Linked DNA regions of Mus musculus: region 1 is linked to region 2. Evidence: chromatin contacts called from public Hi-C data. All regions are on one chromosome and are shown on one strand. Each heading gives the region's core, a stretch centred on a gene start, on an enhancer-like site or on the middle of the called end of the contact. The rest is flanking DNA. Distances are from core to core; before and after follow the strand shown. Region 1 holds the start of Tamm41 (TAM41 mitochondrial translocator assembly and maintenance homolog). Region 2 overlaps Atg7 (autophagy related 7).

The links. A called contact is a pair of places that touch in the nucleus more often than the background predicts.
Region 1: a contact with region 2 is called in a Hi-C map of olfactory sensory neurons, with 4 times the contacts expected there. The contact joins the promoter of Tamm41 here to the enhancer-like site in region 2. A contact is called at or near these places in 3 of 39 promoter capture datasets (embryonic stem cells, liver and trophoblast stem cells), 3 of 484 Hi-C or Micro-C datasets (embryonic stem cells and olfactory sensory neurons), 1 of 115 datasets of contacts at active chromatin or transcription factors (double positive thymocytes) and 3 of 9 other capture datasets (adipose tissue, embryonic stem cells and liver).

Annotation. Positions count from the first base shown.
Region 1 is chr6:115,035,490-115,039,519 of GRCm38.p6, forward strand. Tamm41 (TAM41 mitochondrial translocator assembly and maintenance homolog) reads right to left here and starts at 2,385. Exons shown (of 8, transcript NM_026894.1): 1 at 2,161-2,385. The coding sequence starts at 2,295.
Region 2 is chr6:114,804,695-114,808,575 of GRCm38.p6, forward strand. All of the region lies in intron 18 of Atg7 (autophagy related 7), which reads left to right. Among named protein-coding and RNA genes, the nearest start is that of Gm52917, 72 kb to the left of the region's middle. Within about 2 kb of position 1,422, at least 32 of the 459 cell types and tissues checked have an H3K27ac peak or open chromatin away from gene starts, as enhancers often do. A contact at or near this core is called in olfactory sensory neurons, where this site is marked.

The sequences.
Region 1 (4,030 bases), core at 1,135-3,634, 230 kb after region 2:
CCGAGGAGACCCAAGAAGACCCAAGGGGACCCAAGGAGCGGTGGCTCAGTGGTTAAGAGCACTGGCTGCTCTTGCAGAGGACCTGGGCTTGATTCCCAGCATCCACATAGTGTTTCTCAAATGCCTTCTTCTGCCTTCTGTGGGCGCTAGGCATGCACGTGGCACACATACATTCACACAGATAAAACACTCACACACACAAGTATTTTAAAAATAGTTCAAAAATATTAAGAAAAAAAAAAGGCTGGTAGGTTTCAGGGCAGAGAACTCAAGAGCCCACCACTAAAGATAGACAAATTATGTCCAAGTAGATTCTACATAGGAACGCTTAACATACAAACTGCACTCAAATTAGTCAGGAGAATAAGGAGAAAGGATTTTTTCTTGGATGTGACATGTGTGAGTTCTGAGGAATGTAAGAGGGGGACACAGCATGGAGAAGAAACCCAGGAAGCGTGGAAAACGGCTGTCACGTTAGTGAAACTCTTCCCTGTTCTGGAGCCAGGCGTGTTCCAGAACCCGCCCCCTCCCCCAGTCTGATGCTGCTGTTAACAAAACATACTCATGCAGTACTAAATGAGATCAAGGCGACTTTCCACATTAAAGAACTTTCCAGAGGAGGGGAGCCCATTCAGGCACTAACGTCCTGGAAGAACACAACAGAATTGTTGGCATGAATGCAGAGAATGAAAAAGAAGAGGAAATAAGGGTCCTCTCTGGGAGAGATGTGTAGGTCAGCTCGGAGGAGAACCTCTTTGAAAACCTACAAGCTGTCTATCGGGAGGTTCAGGAATGCTGTTTCCCAGGCTGGTCTTAAACCATCGGTGATATTACTTAAGATTCGGAGGTAACATGGATAGTTTCATGTATGTACAGATATATGAAGCCATGTTTGCAGGTCAGAGGGCGCGGATTGTTGCTCCCACGCTCCATCTAATCTATTTCTGAGACAGGGTCTCTTACTGACCTGGAGCTTGCCAAGTATGCCGGGAGCCAGGAAGCCCCAGGGATCCACCGGTTTCTGTCTCCCTAAAGCTGGGATTACAAGTGGGTACACCACAATGCCTGACTGAAGGATGATTGTAAAAAAAAAAATGTATAATTATGATAATCTATATGAAGTAACTGGACAGCTCACAATTTCTCATATGCCCATGATCCATACTTTCCCATTTGTTAGAGAAAATCGGTAGGATGTAGAAGAAATTCAAGAAACACCAGGTGAATTTTAACTGGAAGAAAGACCTGGCCAGGAGCTAGACCCAGGATGCCCTACTGTACAGTGACTGAGACTCCGTACTCTGGAGTAACAAGCCTCAATCCTAACTAGATTCCTGTTCAATGTGCTGACCTGAATAAATGTGCTACCTGCCTGGGCCCTACACCCAGTCCATCAACTTCCTGAAGCCCACGGATCATTCCGTATTTTCTCCTTATCTTTCGATGGGATTTTCAAAGTTAGCTTCCAATTAGTCACCTGGGATGTTTTACACACTGCTAAAGTCCTAGGCCAATGAAATCAATCCCTGCAGACAAAACCAGTCTTTGTATTGCTAAAAAGCTATGGAAAACTCCAATGACAAAGGCTGAAAACACTTAAGTAGGACCTGCTACTTTGTTTTTTCCCCCTTCCCACTACATCTCTGCAATGCCACCACCTCTTCCTCATCACTCCCAACTTAGATTGGAGACAGACTACTCATGCCTCACTTATCCTATCAGCTCAGGCTGGTGATGGATCGGCATATAATAGCACTTGCTGCCAAACCAGATAAACTGAGTTCAACCTACCACGACCCACGTGGTGCAAGGAGAGAAACAACTCCCTCAAGTCGTCCTGTGACCTTCAAGTGTGCGCAGAAGTACAGGTGCGCTTGCTATATAATCACTAAGTAAATGTAAACATATAGATTTGCCTGGCGTGACAACACGAGCCTTTTAATTCCAGTACTGTGAGTTCGAGGGCAGCCTTCAGCCAACCCTGACCAGGGAAATCCAAATTCCGCTCACACCGAAGGACACTTTGCTAGGATGAACATTTCAACAATTGGCTCTTGGCGTGTCCGGGCTCCGCAGGAATGAAAGGCATGCGAGGAACGGCGAGGGCGAACAGGTGCCAGGCATGGGACTGGTCGGGGAACTAGGGGGCCTCCGACTCACCTCCTGGTGGGCACTGGGTCCTGCCTGGCGATACACCGCGGAGCCGTAGGCGAAGGCCAAACTCAGGTCCTCCGGGAAGTGAGCCAGGATCCTGCGCAGGCCCACGCCCGAGCTGTGCAGCGCCTGCAGCGCCATGGGCGGGCTGGCCCGCCGGTGGGACAGACGGTGCTGTGCCGACCCTGTGCTCGCAATTCCCGGTCGTGCGGACCGCGCTTCCGCCCGGTCCCGCCCCTCCACGCACGCGCGCTTCAGAGCGGGCAGCTGGCAACCTGCGGGGAGGCCGAGGCTCCGTAGCGCCCTCTAGCCGGCGGAGGAGCACATTACATGTCTATCCTGTGACAACCTGCTATAGAGCCTAGCAAATCCTTTGTAGCACTAAAACTACGAATGGTTATTAAACCATTTAATTAATTAAATCATCCTTATATTGATTTTCTTTTTGCTTTTTGTTTTTTTTTTTGAGATAGGGTTTCTCTGTGTATCCCTGTCTGTCCTGGACTAACTCTGTAGACCAGGCTGGCCTCAAAGCATTCAGACAGGGTTTCACTGTGCAACAGCCCTGGAATTTGCTATATAGACAAAGCTGGCCTCGAACTCACAGCCATCCACCTGCCTCTGTCTCCAAAGGGCTAAGATGAAAGCATGAACTACCTCATTCACAACCTTGTGGAGCTATCACCTCTAGTGCCAAGTTGTAGGAGCATTTGAAGATTTAGAAAAACAAAAGAAATGTAAAACATGCCGGCCCAGGGGATTGTGATTGCTAGAAACTGACTGTGGTTTCTTCATGTTAAAGGTCTTTTTCAAGTCTGATAATAAATAAATGTTCCATAAAAGGAAACATATTGTATAAATATTCCCTCACATTTGCATTCAATTTTAGAGTCAGAGAAGTCTTCTTGCCCCTTCAGGGATGGTGTCTTAGTCAGGGTTTCTATTCCTGCACAAACATCATGACCAAGAAGCAAGTTGGGGAGGAAAGGGTTTATTCAGCTTACATTTCCACATTGCTGCTCATCACCAAGGAAGTCAGGACTGGAGCTCAAGCAGGTCAGAAAGCAGGAGCTGATGCAGAGGCCATGGAGGGATGTTCTTTACTGGCTTGCTTCCCCTGGCTTGCTCAGTTTGCTCTCTTATAGAATACAAGACTACCAGCCCAGAGATGGTCTGACCAATAAGGGGCCTTTCCCCCTTGATCACTAATTGAGAAAATGCCTTACAGTTGGATCTCATGGAGGCATTTCCTCAACTGAAGCTCCTTTCTCTGTGATAACTCCAGCTGTGTCAAGTTGACACAAAACTAGCCAGTACAATTGACCCCTTGTCAACCTGATACACAAACACATCACTAGTAAGCCTCAACCCTTACATTCTTATTCATCCCCAAGATCTAAATAACTTTAAAAGTCCCACAGTCTTTACATATTCTTTTTTTTGGGGGGGGGCTTGTTTAAACACTTTATTCAGAGGCTTGGGGAAAGATGGTAGAACACGCTGTCTGCTGTCCTGCGCGGGGCAGACCTTAGAGCAGTCCCGGTCGCTAAGAGCGTCTTTACATATTCTTAAAATTTCAATCTCTTTAAAATATCCATCTCTTTTAAAATCCAAACTCTTTTTACAATTAAAAGTTTCTTAACTGTGGGATCCACTAAAATACTTCCTTCCTTCAAGAGGGAAAAATATCAGGGCACAGTCACAATCAAAAGCAAAAATTATCCAATGTCTGGGATCCAACTCACAATCTTCTGGGCTCCTCCAAGGGCTTGAGTCCTTCTTCAGCCCTGTCCTTTGTAGCACACAGCTTGTCTTCTAGGCTCCAGATGTCTGTACTCCACTGCTGCTACTGTTCTTGGTGGTCATTCATGGTACT
Region 2 (3,881 bases), core at 172-2,671:
TTATTTGTTTTGTACATGGATCTCATCACTATTTAACATCATCCACCTACACAAATATCAATAATTCTCAAGACAGCAAAAGTTTTATTTTCCCACCTTACATGCTTCAAGTGGTGACTAACATATTGATTGATATTTTCCTCCCATTTTTGACTTCTTTTATTCCAAAATAATAGAGACTTTAACAAGATTCCCTTCCCCAGTGTCACAGCTAAGGTTCTGTACAGTAGCTGAGTAAGAGACTGGGCAGAGACAATCTGTTTGGAAACACCAGGATTCTTTCAGCTGGCTGAAGATGCTCACTCTGCCTCTGATGGCACAGTTAGCTGTGATGTCACAGGACTGATGGGCAGAGGGCTGACTTGCTAAGCCAGCCAGCAGGGAGCATGACTTTCCTCCCTGCTTACCCTTTGAGGTATGGCTGGACAGAGTTCATAAAGGCCTCAGGTTTCCATGGCTCTAGGAAGATATTTAGCAAATTATTTTTAAACCATTTGGAGTTGGTACAAAACACCAGAGGATTCTGTAGACTCTGAGTGAGTTCGGAGGAAAGTGGAAGCTAGTGGGGCCACCTGCACACCCCCAGAGGCTGGCTCCTTCTCAGCTTGCCGTCATCCCCACTTCCCAGAACTTGCTGCTCTAGTGCTCCCAGAAGTCTCTCTTCCCCTGCACCCCGTGTGTGTGTGTGTGTGTGTGTGTGTGTTGTGTGTGTGTATATGTGTGTGTGTGCGCGAGTATGTGTGTGTATATGTGTGTGTATCTGCGAGTATGTGTGTGTGTATGTGTGTGTATGTGTGTGTGTGTGTGTCTGCGAGTGTGTGTTTGTCTGCGAGTGTGTGTGTGTGTTGTGTGTGTGTTGTGTGTGTGTATATGTGTGTGTGTCTGCGAGTGTGTGTGTGTGTGTGTGTGTGTCTGTGTGTCTGTGAGTATGTGTGTATTTGCACAGGTGCCTATGCATGCACTTGCGGAGGCCAGGGCCAACATCTAGTTGTCTTGCATTGCTCTCCACCTTGGTTTTTTATATTTTGAGACCTAGACCACTACATCTAGGTTCTTAGTAGGTGCTAGGGATTGAACTCAATCCCTCATGCCCTCCAACAAGCATTTACCCAGTGAGCCATCTCCCTAACCCCTACTGGGCTCTTTTTTCATTAAAATTCCAAAAGTTTCCACAGCCACTTAGAGTTAGGCACTGGGCTGCTCAAGAGAAGTGGACATCTGAATGTATGGCCCCTCAGATGAGCTCCTGTCAACATTAGTCTTCTCCTTGTGGAAAAGTAGCATTCTTGGCAGTGAACTACGTCGTGGAAAAAGCTGAACCAAGCTCATTCTCTGGAGCCCTGAGACCTGTTCCTCACAATTCCTGTGGGGCTCTAGGCACACTTGATAGGTTGGAGATGGGCAAACCATTGCTCACCTGTGAGTCATGGGTGGTTGGGAGGAGCTTGGAGTCACCAGAGGCTCACCAGATGTCATCTTGACCTGATGTGTTTAGCACAGTCCCCTGAGTGGATATGTGTGCTTGCGATATCTGTAGGCAGTGGGCTTTGCTCTGCTGGTGCCATGTTCTGTATGAGTGGGTAGCCACTGGTGGGCATGCTGGAGCAGCGTGCAGCTGCCTTGTCTTGTTGGACTTTGCATTATGGCCTTCTCTCATCTCTCAGTGAATATGCTTGTTTACACCATTAAGCCAGACACACTGGTAATCGAGCCCTGACTTGTTAGCAGAGGGTGGCTTGAAAGAAGATAGTAAGATGCAGAAGTGCCACTAACAAAATGTCCTTGCATATCTGCTTGTAGGGACAAATGTAAAACCACACCAGAAGACACACTATTTTTAGTCTACCAACTTTAGTGTGTGTATGTGTGTGTGTGTGATTATTGATTGTGCGGTCTTTCACAGAAAAGCTTTTTTTTTTTTTTTTTTTTTACTTTAAGACAAAGTCTTGCTCAGTGGCTGAGGCTATCCTTGAATTAAATAAAAACATCCATTGTTGGCTGAGTGGGTGGGAGGATGGGTGTATATATGAGTGAGTGGGTGGATGCATGGATGGATAGACAGGTACATTGATGAGTAGGTGGATACGTTTGTAGGTGGATGCACGTTTGACTTGGCAGGGAACTAAAGATGAGAGATCAGGGGGCACTTCTGCACTCAGTGTCTTATCGGTAATTACCTCAGTCATATTAAAGAGGTCTGGGCCCAGTAATGTGTCCAATGTTTGTTTTGTTTTGAAGAATTTAGAAATATGCCATCCTAGATTGTTTTTCTGTTTCTATAATACTGCACTGACCCCAAACCAACTCAGGAGAGGAAAGGGCTCATTTCAGTTTACAGGTTACAGTCTGTCATTAGAGAGAAGTCGGGGTAGAAACTGAACCAGAGGCCATGGGGAATGCTTACTGGCTTGCTCTTCATGGCTTTCCTGACCTGGTTTCTTATACACTGCAGGACCACCTGCCCTGAGGTGGCACACCCACAGTGGGCTGTGCCCTCCCATGCCAGCCATTGATCAAGAAAATGTCTCACACAGACGTATAGGTCAGTCTGATGGAGGCAATCTCTCAGCTAAGGTTCCCGCTTACAGATGACTCTAGTTTGTGAAAGCTGACAAAATCTAGCACAGATACTTAATGAGTTACTCTTACAAAGAATTCCTTTAGAAATCAACTCTCCAAGATTATTGTGCTAATCTACCTTGGTTGAAAAAAATCACTGACTAGGGTTTAAACAAGCATGCTAATGTGCTTGTTAATGAAGCTGTAGTTCACTGGGATTTCTAGGGTGAACCACTACTACATCCAAGCATTCAAGTTGTGAGTTTACAACAGTTACAGGCAAGCAGAACAACTTGTGTCCAGTACAACTATATTTCCTGTGTCTTTTGCTCCCTGCAACCAAATGAAGTGGTACACTGCACACAGGTGGCTTAACTGACCCTCGTCTATAATGGGGACTTCCAGGATATTTGACTGGCAAATTACCTCACCCTTTGAGATTGGCAGGATAGCTCTGTGTTGGAGCCTTGGAATGTCAGAGGAAGTGATTTGCATGTGGCAGTTTGTTGTGATGGCCGACATCTTGCTACCTCAAGGAATACATATGTGCATACGTCCAGGGGACTTTAAAGCTGAACTCCTGTGAGTTCTTACATGCTGCCTAGAGTTATAGCAGATACCATTTGCAAGACCATGTTTCCTCTCAACATGGTTCCTCTGAGGAGCCCCTGATCTGCAGTCACAGGTTCTGCTCACCCCTGCAGGTGCTTTCACTCTGCGCAAACTATAAAATCCATGTGTTTTCAGCCCCACCTCACATGGGGAGTGACATTGTGACATTAGTGCCTGCCCTTTGAGCCCTGTTTTCTTCCATACGATATAGATAGTACCATGGGCCTTCTAGAATATTCAAGAACCAAACTAACATCAATGGACTGAGCATCAGGTGGGCTGAGCATCATCCAGTGTGCTCAGTATCCAGTGTGCTCAGCAGCCAGTAGGCACAGCATCTAGGGTGCTCAGCATCCAGGGTGCTCAGCATCCAGGGTGCTCAGCATCCAGTGTGCTCAGCAGCCAGTAGGCACAGCATCTAGGGTGCTCAGCATCCAGGGTGCTCAGTAGCCAGGGTGCTCAGCAGCCGATGTGCACAGCATGAGGTGGGTTCAGCATACTTTGTTCTGCAGTAGGCAGTCATAAAGCATGCTCTTCATCCAGGATTGCTGGAGAAACACTCTATGAGACAGACATTGGTCCTGCCCCTATCTCCAAGACTCCATCCTCAACTCAACATAGGAATGGGCAAATTTCCAAAGGAGAGTAGATAGATACTCTTTGTGAAACTTAGTTATCCAGAACAAAATTGTTCTTCCCAGATACCATTC